Regions from separate parts of the Capsicum annuum genome. Here region 1 is linked to region 2. The links are chromatin contacts, called in public Hi-C maps. All regions are on one chromosome and are shown on one strand. The core of a region is the stretch at or near the end of the contact, and the rest is flanking DNA. Distances in the headings are between cores, read along the strand shown. Region 1 has its middle 23 kb from the start of LOC107872935. Region 2 holds the start of LOC107872941.

Region 1 (5,945 bases), core at 3,146-5,645, 100 kb after region 2:
CTAGCAGATGGAAAGAGTACTTTCCATCTGATATTTGTTTTTATTAGGAATTTAACCTAAGACCTCACGTTGCTCAACCACATTATTGAACCACTATGTCAATTTATATAAGGCACTTTTCATGAAATATCTGAGGTATCTAATAAGCACCAATTAATTCTATTTTAATCTACCCCATAATGCCAGTGATTTTCATTTTTTCAATATCCAATATTACTTCCACGTTTTAAAATAAGTGATATTTTTAATTACCTTCTTATTTTGTTTCAAAACAAGTGGAGTTTCATTGTTTTTGTTCTTTCAATTTTAGTCTTGTTTAAATTAAGAAAATCTTTACTAATCAAAAAACTACTAAAGAACTACTCATGAGCTATTCTTTTCAAGACATTTATCAAAAGGTAAATTAGTGACAATATATATTACTCTTTTTATAGAAGTTAACAGTTTTTTTCTAAGCGATGTGTTCAAATTAAAAACATTAGTTGTTATGAAACGAAGAGGAGTAATAGTTAGAAGATTCGGAAGTCCCATTTCTTAAAATCCTCTCCAATCGGTGGACTCGCAATAAGTAGAGTTTCAAGACAGTAGTATTATTAATTAAGCATATATATATATATATATCTGACTACAATAGATCAAAATGTTTTATACTAAGATCCTGTTTGTCCATACAGATTTTTTATCTTTTTTCTTTTCAAAACAATATTTACTAATACAAAGGAAAATTTTTATTTTCTTTTTAACTCGATCTAAGTCTAACTAGTTCTTTAAATAATTTTTTTCCGACTCACAAAATTTTAAACTTTTTCCAAAGTTAAATAGACGTCCCACAACTCAATTTCTAATATTCTTTTATAATATGATCTTTTAATATGTTTAAAACGCCTACGTAATTATCGCCAACCTAGTCATAACTTGGCGTCTTGGCCCTACTAGGAACTCGAAGTAGTACATTAGTATCTCGGCAAATCAAAACACCATCATATATAGATTATTATTGTTTGAAAGTCTTTAAATAAATATTACAAGTAGGTAGTCCATTAGAGTCTTGAATGGAGTAAGCATTTGAATGAGATATACATACATATAATGAAATGATGAAGGAACGAATGAATAAAAAATGGTGAAAAGGCCAAGTGGGAGTGTAGTGAGGCGACAAGATGTTGGAGGAGACGAGGAAAGGGTGTCCCAACTAGTGCTTGTTACTTGTCCCATCTGGTCCTAATTCCAATCCTTTACTATTTTCTTCGGTCAATTTTATTTATCCTTCTTATTAAAAATAAATAATTTAAGATAATTATCATTTAAATAATTCAGATATTAATTATTATTTAGTACATTCTTCACATTTTATCCTGAATAAGTAATATGGACAGGGATATATCACTCAAGCAAGTTTCTTAACTAATCCTGAACGTAAACATTAGATTTGCTGACTTTAAAAACAACTTTTCCCTCCTTAAAAAAAAGGAGGAGAAAATCAGCATGCAAGACGAATAAATAAGAAACTTTCTTGGTAACTCTCTTCATCCTCTTTTCTCTGGTAAAGTATAGCATCCATGCATGTTCGTAAATCGATTATTGTCAATATCCATTAATGACTTTTACTCATCTAAATAACATTTTTTTAAAAAAGACAATTTGTCCGAATGCGTTTAGAAATGGTTATTGCAGAAATGTAAGGTGAGTCTGAGTACTCTTGTGGTATGACCCTTCTTCAGACCCTGCACAAAGTGGCAGATTCAACGTTTCAAACTTGAAACCTTAAGGTGAATTTTGAATACCCTCAACCACTAAGTCAACCTCTAATTTTATGTTCGGGAGGTTCAAAATCCGTAAATGTATATAAATATTTCAAAAAATACAATATATATATACAATATAATCTTTTGTTGAGGGGATTCAGGTTGGTATTCTTTAGTCCACCCCTGCCTGCGCATAACGACACATTTAGAGATGGTTCTAATGTTTTTACATTATAAATGGGTGATTTTGAACTGGGGAAATATAGGAAAGTGAAAGGAAATTAGTTCGAGACAGAAAAATACATTAAGAAAATGATGAAATAGGAGACAACTTTTAAGATTTGTTTTCCGACAAAACATGATTTGACAGGTAATTTTAATTATTCAATTTATTCCAGATTTTCATGTGTATGGTGCACATGATTATTGTAAATATTTACTTATTAGTTAATACATGAAAAAATAACCCTAAACTTGACATCAAATTATAAGTTTGATCTTAAATTTTGATATTGCACAAATATGACCTTTAACTATTCAAAACTGCACAAATATGACCTGCAATCCAACGTGGCAAAATGCGTGTTCAACACGCAAAACTGGACGCGTCTAACTTAAAATCTAAGGGTATAATACATAAATATGACCTTAAACTTTGACAGTGAACAAATATGACCTTTAACTATTCAAAACTGCACAAATATGACCTTTAAATGACTCTTCACTATTATTTTTTCATTATTTTCTGCTCAAAGATGAAAATGACATCTAATTTCTTTTATCATTTCAGAAAAAGAGCAATTTTGAAGATTTATTAATTAGGCGGGTCAGTCTCATATGAAAAAATCAAACGGGTATATATATATCTATTATAAAGCAGATTACGAATTTAAGTTATATAATATATCTAAATATTATTTATTTAAATATTAAATTAAAGATGAAACTATACTAATAATAAAAAAATTATAGTTTTAATAAAATGTTATTAAATTAATGTTATTAAGGATAGTAGTAGTAGTATATTAAATTAACGTTATCAAATTAACGTAATTAAAATGTTATTAAATTAACGTTATTAAATTAACGAGGGGCGGACCTACGTGGCTGCCATGGGTTCACCCGAACCCCCTCGGTAAAAAATTACGTTGTATATATATAAGATAGAAAATGTATATTTATGTACGTATATTAATGTTGAACCACATGAAACAAGGCACTTAGATAGCCTAGTGGTGTTATTTGCTCTTCTTGGGCGCTTCCTTCAGCCTAATGTGCGGGTTCAATCCCTGCTAGTGGCTGATTTTTTTTTAATTAAAAAAAAGCTAGGTTCTGCTTCTATAGAAATAAATAAAATAATAATAATAATAATAATTTTTTAAAATTAACAAAAAGTTAGGTGCTGCTACTATAGAAATAAATAAATAAATAATAATAATAACAATAACAATAATAATAATAATAATAATAATAATAATAATAATAATAATAATAATAAAAAGGACGTCGTTTTAACACAAAACGTAAAACTTTGATAGTGTATAAATATGACCTTTAACTATTCAAAACTGCACAAATATGACCCTTCTCCAAGTCAAGCCCTTTTAATGGCGTGGCACCGTACGATTGAATTACCTTTCCACGTAGGCGCGAGTGAGACTCACGCATGGGGTTACAAAATCGAAGGTCATATTTGTTCAGGTTTTGAATAGTTAAAAGTTCTATTTGTGTAGTATCAAAGTTTAAGGTCAAAGTTATAATTTGATGTCAAGTTTAGGATTATTTATTAACTCTTTACTTATTCAACAAATCTCTCGCTGTCTTATCATTAAAATTAATTAAGTTGGCACTTACCAATTCTATTCTAGCTAGGTTAGGAATAGCTAACTTTTTATAAACACTCATCATTCTCGTAACTATCCAAGTTTCCAAAAGCACAAACAGACATGAATTAAATATCCACTTATGTAAATGTTTCTTATTTGATTATGTTCTTGAGCCGTGCTAATTACGTAGAAGGTAAAAGAATGATATAAAAGGCATTATCATATAATTATATATATGAGTAGATCGTGATTATATATATATATATGGACCTACTGATATAATCATAATGATTTAGTTGATTTAGTTTTTGAAACAAATGTATAACTTCGCCATCTTTGTCAAATACTCCCCTGTTTCAATTTATTTGATCCATTTTTCTTTTTAGTTCGTCTCAGAAAATATGATCATTTTCTTTTTTAGCAACTCATTAATTAGTTATAACTTTTTCATACAACATATTTAATATCACAAGATTAAAGAGTATCATGACGTATTTAATATATTCATAATGTAAGATCTCAAAATTTAATTTTTTTTTTTTTTTAAATTCAATGTCAAGTTAATACAGGTAAATTAATTTGAAACAGAATACTATTTTCCTTTTGACTAAACTAAAGTGGTCACTTGGTGGACAAAGACTAAAGGGGCAAATAAATGAAATCCCCCATATACTATGTCTCGAAATTAAAGGAATTTCATTTCTTATATTTATTTATTAATCAAGTTGCATAATTAGATAATTATATGTACATTCTGAGCATGGAGGTTCATGTGGATCCTACATGGCATACCATCATTCCTTAACAGCCCCATATTCACATGTAGCATACGTGGAACCCACACGTTCAGTCAAACTAACCCCTGGATCTGGTCAATGGTCAGCCTCAAATAATTATTCTCTCCACAATCATTTCATCATTGCATAGTCATTATTTTATAGTTCCTTCCTTCATTATATATCTGTCAATACAATTTGTTTTACACAAATCAAATTATTATATGGTTAAAAGAGCTTTACTCTCAAATCTTACATGCTTAAAGAGTTTTGATCGTTAGGTTACTTCAATGGGGAGAAAGTTTCTTAAGGAGACTAGAGCATGCTATCATAAGATAAAAGTTTAATATTATTTTGAAATTTTTATATGTCCAAGATTTAATATTAAAATAATTTTAGCGATTCTAATTTCAGATATTGCTCGTATTGGTAAATCAATAATTTAAAATATTTCGATTTAATTGTTCAATTCTACACAAGGTACTAAGTAAATTAATTATACTTATTCGATTTAATAAAATGATTTTGTTGTATTCAAACTAATACAAAGTTTTGTCTTCAGTAGGTGGACTAATCATTAAGAGGTCACAAAAATTCGAATTGTAGGATTTCGAGTTTGAATCTCAGCCATATTCTATCTAATAATTGTTCAACTAAGTTTAAAAACGGTTTAATAATCTTGAAATCTCAAAGTTATTGATCATTTTCAATCAAACTTATGAATGAAATTTATACAGCACTAGCTTATGGTAAATAATCGTAAATGCTGCTACTTCACAGTCATGAATTAAATATGAAAAAAGCAAACCATATATACTTTTAATGTATGGATTTAACATAATTAATATTATTTATTAACGATAATAGGTTACTTACTACTCCCTCAGTCCCATTTACTTGTCCCAAATTTCCTAATTTGATTTCTCATTTTACTTGTCATTTTTCACAAATAAAAAAAAGACAAATCTTTTTTATGTTTTACTCTTTACATTAATTACTTTTTCTTCAAATTAAAATATAAATATTATTTAATAAGACTACTATAATAAACTAGTCATATTTTTTCTTAATTAATCTATCAAGATAAATTGAAACAAGTAAAATGGAACGGGGAGTATCACAAAATAAGAACTTCGATTCCTCGAAACTTTTTTCTTTATTGTAACTTTTCACTTGTGCTGAAGTTCCATCCCAACCGTTGATCAGGAATAAAATTTAACTGTCAGCCGTTGATGCCCGCACGTGCAACCATTGGAGGAGGACCTGGAGCTTGTCGGTGGGCCAGCTTTGCTTGGATATTCGTGTCATTATTGGGCCTCACATATCTGGCCCATGTGACCAGCTTAGCTGGTTAACATGTGATTAACCGTTAATCGAATCTCTTAATACTTCATAATCTCATTGCTAATGTCAATTTTTTAAAATTATTTTTACGGGAAAGTTACACATTTGACCGGAAAGTAAGAAAATATTTACATTCAATAGTCAAATATATCAAAGATATACACTGTTATACATAATAAATATGTACATATTTTGTATATTAAAACATATTTGTGGACTATTATTTTGATGGATGAATTTACTACGTAATGATT
Region 2 (5,906 bases), core at 105-2,604:
ATGATGTTTAAAACTCTAAATTTGACTACTTCTCCTTTGCCCAACAATGTCTCTATAATAATATGTCTAACAATATTTATACAGTTTGAAAATTAATGGATAATTTACTTATTTTTATACATTTTACCATTGATATTAATAACATTCATTATTTGAAGCATTTTTTAAAGCAATAAATTAATCATATTCAAAAGGTGATATGGTATCATTATTTTTATTATTTATTATTTTTAAATTTGTGTGTCAAGTTAACAGTGAACAAGTATTATTAGACGGAGAAAATACTATACTTAGTTAATGCTAATAGTAGTATGAAAAAAAAACACTCTTGATTTATGAAAATAGATAAGCAAATTGAAATATTTAGTACAGAAATCAAGTAAATAAAACGGAAAGAATATAAAATAGAAAAGTATGGTTAAGAATAAAGAAAGAGGAGGTAAATTAGTGAAGTGCAAGAACGAAACAAAAGAAATATGAGGAAATGAGGAAAAAACAACATTGAATGACAAAATGGGACCACAAAATATTTGTCAAAAAATAAGTGGTGCCTCATACAATTATTGTTGGTTGTGTTTAACCCAAATTAAAATTTTTCATCAAGCTTTACTTTGTCTATTTACGCCAAACTTAAACTTTATTGATTTATTTTATTTAATCTTCAATTCTCAACAGTCATTTTTCTTAACCTCTCTGCAATTGATTTGGTTTAGTTAGTTCGTAATGAAGGTATTAGAAACTAAAGGCACTTTGACAAATGATCTTTTCTCCCAAAGTGACTCACAGTAGCTATCAATTTATTTTTAGTAAGGAGTCCGCACAATATTCTTCATTTTCAAATTCAAAGCAAATATTATCCAAACGTCTAAATCAACGAAAAAACATTTCATCTCCTCACCAACAACTGAAAAAGAGTACAATAAAATCCTTTATTTTTCATCAAATGTTGGAGTTTGAATCCGGAGAACAAAAATATCCTTATATGAAGTGCTTTCTCTTCTGATAATTCTTATCCAATGTGTATTGAATTAATGGTAGCTCCAAATGAATAGCAAATATCAAGTGACAAATCGAAAGAAAAGATAAAGGTCAAAGAAATATTTGAGCTATTACTTCTCTGGAGTTTCATACATGAATTATCATTATTTGCGTATTAAAATATATTTTAATTATTAGTTATATTTTTTTTATTTGAATAATGGTAATAATTTAAAGTAAAAAAAAAATAATTAAATATTAATATATGAATAATAGATAGGTGATGATAATTTAAATAGAAAGACAATAATTGAGGTGTCAAAAAAGGATAGTTCAGATTGTTTTTTTTTTAAATGTAGTTGAGACCATAGAAAGGACAAGAAAGAAAGAAAAGAGGGGAATGGTTAAAGAAGAAATAAAGCATAACTTCAAATAATGTCACTCCTCCCAAAATCTTTTTCATCATCTCTCACTCTCTCCCCTTTTCTATACTTAGTCCCTAAGACTTGTCAATTTCTAATATTCATTTCACAATCTACAACATATTAAACAAGATCCAAAACCCAACGCAACCCGAGTTTCTATCTTTCAAATGGATCAAGATTCACCTCCTTATTACATCTCCAAAAACAAGAAACCAAATTGTGAATTAGTTGCAACTAATCATGCAGATTCATGTAAGTTTTATAACATGTTTTCCTTTAAAACTATGTTGGTTGTGATACTTGTAGTTGCACTTCCATTTTTTCCATTGGGAACTCCTGAAATCATCAGCCAAACTCTGAATACAGGAAATTGGGAACTTGTTCAGCTTATTTTAGTTGGTATAGCTGTTTCTTATGGCTTATTCAGCAAAAAGAGTGATGATGAGATAGAAAATGAATATTTATATAGTTCAAAGTTTAATAATGTTCAATCTAGATTACTTGAAGTTTCATCTTTTTTTTATGATGAGGCTGAAAAACATGATGAGTGTGATGAAAATAGAGTTCAGACTTGGAATAATTGTCAGTATTACAGTGGTAAGCCAATAGTAGTTGTTGCTAAAGAAATTGCTAGTTCAAGAAGTGTTGAAAAGCCTTTGCTTTTGCCAATTAGGAGTTTGAAATCACCTGTGATTGAGCCTATCTCGACCACTACTACTTCACCAAAATCCATGATTTCATCTCCAAGAAAGTTGTCCACTTCACTTTCCTTTTCATCAGAATCTAATCAAGCCAAGATTGAACAATTTGATCACAAAATTGTGAGGAAAAAAAGTTTTAACAAATCCTCTGATTCACAACCACCATCACCACCTCCTCTTCCACCGTCCCCGATTGTTAAAAAATCTACTCTTTTGAAACCAAGCTCTATTGTAATGGTGGACAAGGGTTCTTTTGATAAGGAACCGAGGAGAAGAACTAGGAGTGTGCCATTTGAATTGAGCTCGTACAAGGGAAAGTCTGTTCGAACAATTAGGCCATTCATTGGGGCTGCAAGAGCCAGAGTATATGCGAAGGATGTCATAAATGGAAAGGCAGAGGAAAGGAACAAGGAAGTTGAAGAAACCTTTGTCGATAAATGGATACACGAGGAGTGCCATTATGCATCAGAACCAGCATTGATGGAGTTTTCAGAGGAAGAGAAGAAAACGTTGTCTCTTGAGAAGGTAGTAGTGGAAACTGATGAGGACTCAGACGATTACATTGAAGAAAGCTCGAAAGATGTAGATGTAGCAGGTAAGAAGGAGAGTAATACGGCAACTGATGGTGGTCCGGATAATGTAGACAAGAAGGCTGATGAGTTCATAGCTAAATTCAGGGAGCAAATCAGGCTTCAGAGAATTAAATCCGTTAGAACATCGGCTGGACAGCCTGCTAAAAAGCTACTCCAGTAAAATATTCTTGTTCAAGACACAGGTGGTACTATTAGTTTTGTGTAGTTATGGTAAGGGAGTTTGTCTTATTGTGAAGAGTCTTCCATCGACCCTTTTAAGCGACGGATGGTCTCTTTATATGGATTGAATTAGGCTCAAGTGTTGTGTGTTACAATTGTTATCTTTAATTGCCATTAGAAAAAGTCGTATGGTTAGCTAGTATTCGCTTGGGACTACAGATTTGTCTTGTCTGGTCTTTTTATACCCCCTTTTCAGTTTGTAATTCTAGACTGAGATTTCTAGTATAAAGGGATTTTAATATTAAAGTTGTAATTAGTCACTTCTACCTGCGCCAGTAGTTGATTACTACCATGAGGTTCATTATGATTATTGCTGTGGCTAATGGCATGTCATGATAGGAAAAAGAGCACTTTTGATTAGCCAGGTTATGTTAGTTAACATGGTATTGTGCTTGTGTTCTTCCAAATGTCTGATGTTCAGAGGTTAACAAGTAGTTCATATATTCTGTTATATATTACCACCATTAATTCTTCGTTTATGATCATTATGCCTTCTTATTTCAGTTCTCCAATTGACAAATTGTTGTGACATGTGATTAACTACTTTAGGCCTTTAGGATGGTTGTTCATATATAAATGAAACTTGCAAGACTTGGCTTTTTAAGGCTCAAAATATTTAGTGTCACACAGTGACTTCAATGCTAAATGCTACTTAATATGTAACAACACCATATCGTATTTACTAAAAATAGATGGTCAAATTAATTTTTATTTTAGAAAATCAAGATATATTATTTCACATAAATTGAAACGGATGGAAGGAGTAACTACTAAGAAGAAGAAATCATGTGAGATGGATGTAAACCTTATTCTTGTTGTCCAAATATGTCTATATCCTAAATTGAATGTCCACAAAGCAGATCAAGTACACACTTCCAAATTGGACTTAAATTGGGATTTTCCCATGATTGCGGTTTCCTCGAACGAAAGCCCAAGAAGTTTGAGATTAGGCCAGGTTAGCATTATTAATTCAGTCAGTATCTCAACCCAGACATCCATCTCTTATTAAGTTGTTTAAGTGTATCTAAGGATGTCAAATTAATGGGTTCAACCGAATTTGAAAAGCTTTAAATCATTAATAGATTTTTAAAGTTGTCCGCATGTTTTACTTAGGCATCTCAACTAGGAGTTGTACCTATTAGACATTCCATCTTAAAAAATATATACCTATTAAGCACCTTGTGCTGACGTGGCACAAGTAATGAAATACACTTGCTATTGAGTGCGTGAATTTGTTTTCTTCTTCATTGTTATATTTATCTTCTTTTTTAAATATTAAGTGATAATAGGTGTGGATTCAGAATTTTTAGTGAGGGTTCAGTAGTACATATACGGACTAGTCGAAAGGATTCAACCTCTATTATTTATACATAAAAAAAAATTTTACCATGTAAAAATAATATAATTTTTCGACGAATGGGGTTCGGATGAACCCCTGAAATACATGTACATCCATCACTGAGTGATAATATACTCAAATATTACCACAACTTTTTTTTTTAAAATATTATTTTCTTCATCTTTATATTTATATTCATTTAAGAAAAAAAAATTCCGGCCACTTCTTTTCGGACACCAGTTCGCCACCTTTTTTATCCACCTTAATCTCAATCCATCTAGAAATTTTCAATTCAACAACATCAAGAAATGTTAAGAAAAATGAAAAGTTACTGATTATATAAGAGAACTTTGATGGAGCCTTGATCATAAGTTCTATAAAGAAAATTTGGTTCAATTGTTGCAATTTGCATCTACACCGTTTTGATATTTGCCTACTTCACAATAAGACATGTTTGGCATTTTTTCCCCCAAAAGTAGAAAAATAAGTCTTTATAGGATATTTTTTTTCAGGAGAAGAAAAAGAAGGAAGAAACAAGAAAATTGAAGAAAAAGGGCCAGGTAGTAAAATGCTATTTTTCATTTACTAAAATAAAAGAACATTTAAAAAAATATTAATTTCATCATACAAGTTTAAAAAAATTACTCTTCAATTTTTTTTATTTATATAACGAATCTAAAGTATCACATTATCCATCATGAAGGTTATTATCACAAAAAATTGATTAAAAAATATGTTAAAGAAGTCGATAATGAAAAGAAAAAAAAAATTAAGAGGGAAAGCTTGATGGGTGGTCAACAATGGTGGTTTTGGGAGAAGAAGGAAGATTGTTTGCGGGGCCGGGGGGTAGGGTGTCGTATTTTTTTTTTTTGGGCTGACTTTTTTTTTAGAATTAATTAAATAGATTTAAAGATATTTCTTCTTCCTTTTTAAACTCCAAAATCATTTTTTATAATTATTTTGGTCATGAATGCCACTTGACATTATTTAATTGGTTATTTTTTCGCGTCATCTGCGTGTGCACGACACACACTTTAATTTTTGACTTATTGTCAGTGAAATATTAAATAGGTACATATTTATTAATATTAGAGTGTCTAATAGGTATAAGTTCTAATTGAGGTGTCTAAATAAAATATGCGGACAACTTTAAGGATCTATCGATAATTTAAGTCAATTTAAAAATATCAAAGTGAAATGAGTTAATAATTAAGCAAGTACCTGCCTAACCGTTATTTGGACTGAAGCGAGTAATGAGCTAAAAATTATGTCATAACTAACCCTTCCAATTCTTACTAAGTTTTGAATTAATTTAGTTTCCTTATGATTTGTTTGAATAACAAATAAAGCTTTTTCCTTTATACATTAATTACTATAAGAAAAATATATCAAATTTTAAAAGAAGTCTTTTAAAATATTAAGATGAAATTTTGGATAAATCACATAAATGCCCCTTATGATGGATGACTTTATTTTTTTGTCCCTTGAAAAGTCTTACAGAACTAACTCTCCTTCTTTTTTATATACTTGTTTAGCATACATGCATTGCACGTGAATCAATTTAATTAATAGTAATTGTATATAAAATAAATTATTTTTATTAAATAATGTTGAATAGTGTTCATAAACTCCTCCTTACTAATTTTCAAAT

What was found. Hi-C and Micro-C count contacts between places; a contact is called where the count stands out from the background.
Region 1: a contact with region 2 is called in a Hi-C map of placenta, with 4 times the contacts expected there. The contact joins the enhancer-like site here to the promoter of LOC107872941 in region 2. A contact is called at or near these places in 2 of 5 Hi-C or Micro-C datasets (leaf and placenta).

The regions. Positions count from the first base shown.
Region 1 is chr6:179,742,311-179,748,255 of UCD10Xv1.1, forward strand. No RefSeq gene overlaps it. Among protein-coding and RNA genes, the nearest start is that of LOC107872935, 23 kb to the left of the region's middle. Within about 2 kb of position 4,396, at least 2 of the 5 cell types and tissues checked have an H3K27ac peak or open chromatin away from gene starts, as enhancers often do.
Region 2 is chr6:179,645,456-179,651,361 of UCD10Xv1.1, forward strand. It overlaps LOC107872941, which reads left to right and starts at 1,355. Exons shown (of 1, transcript XM_016719624.2): 1 at 1,355-3,217. The coding sequence starts at 1,571. The coding sequence ends at 2,857.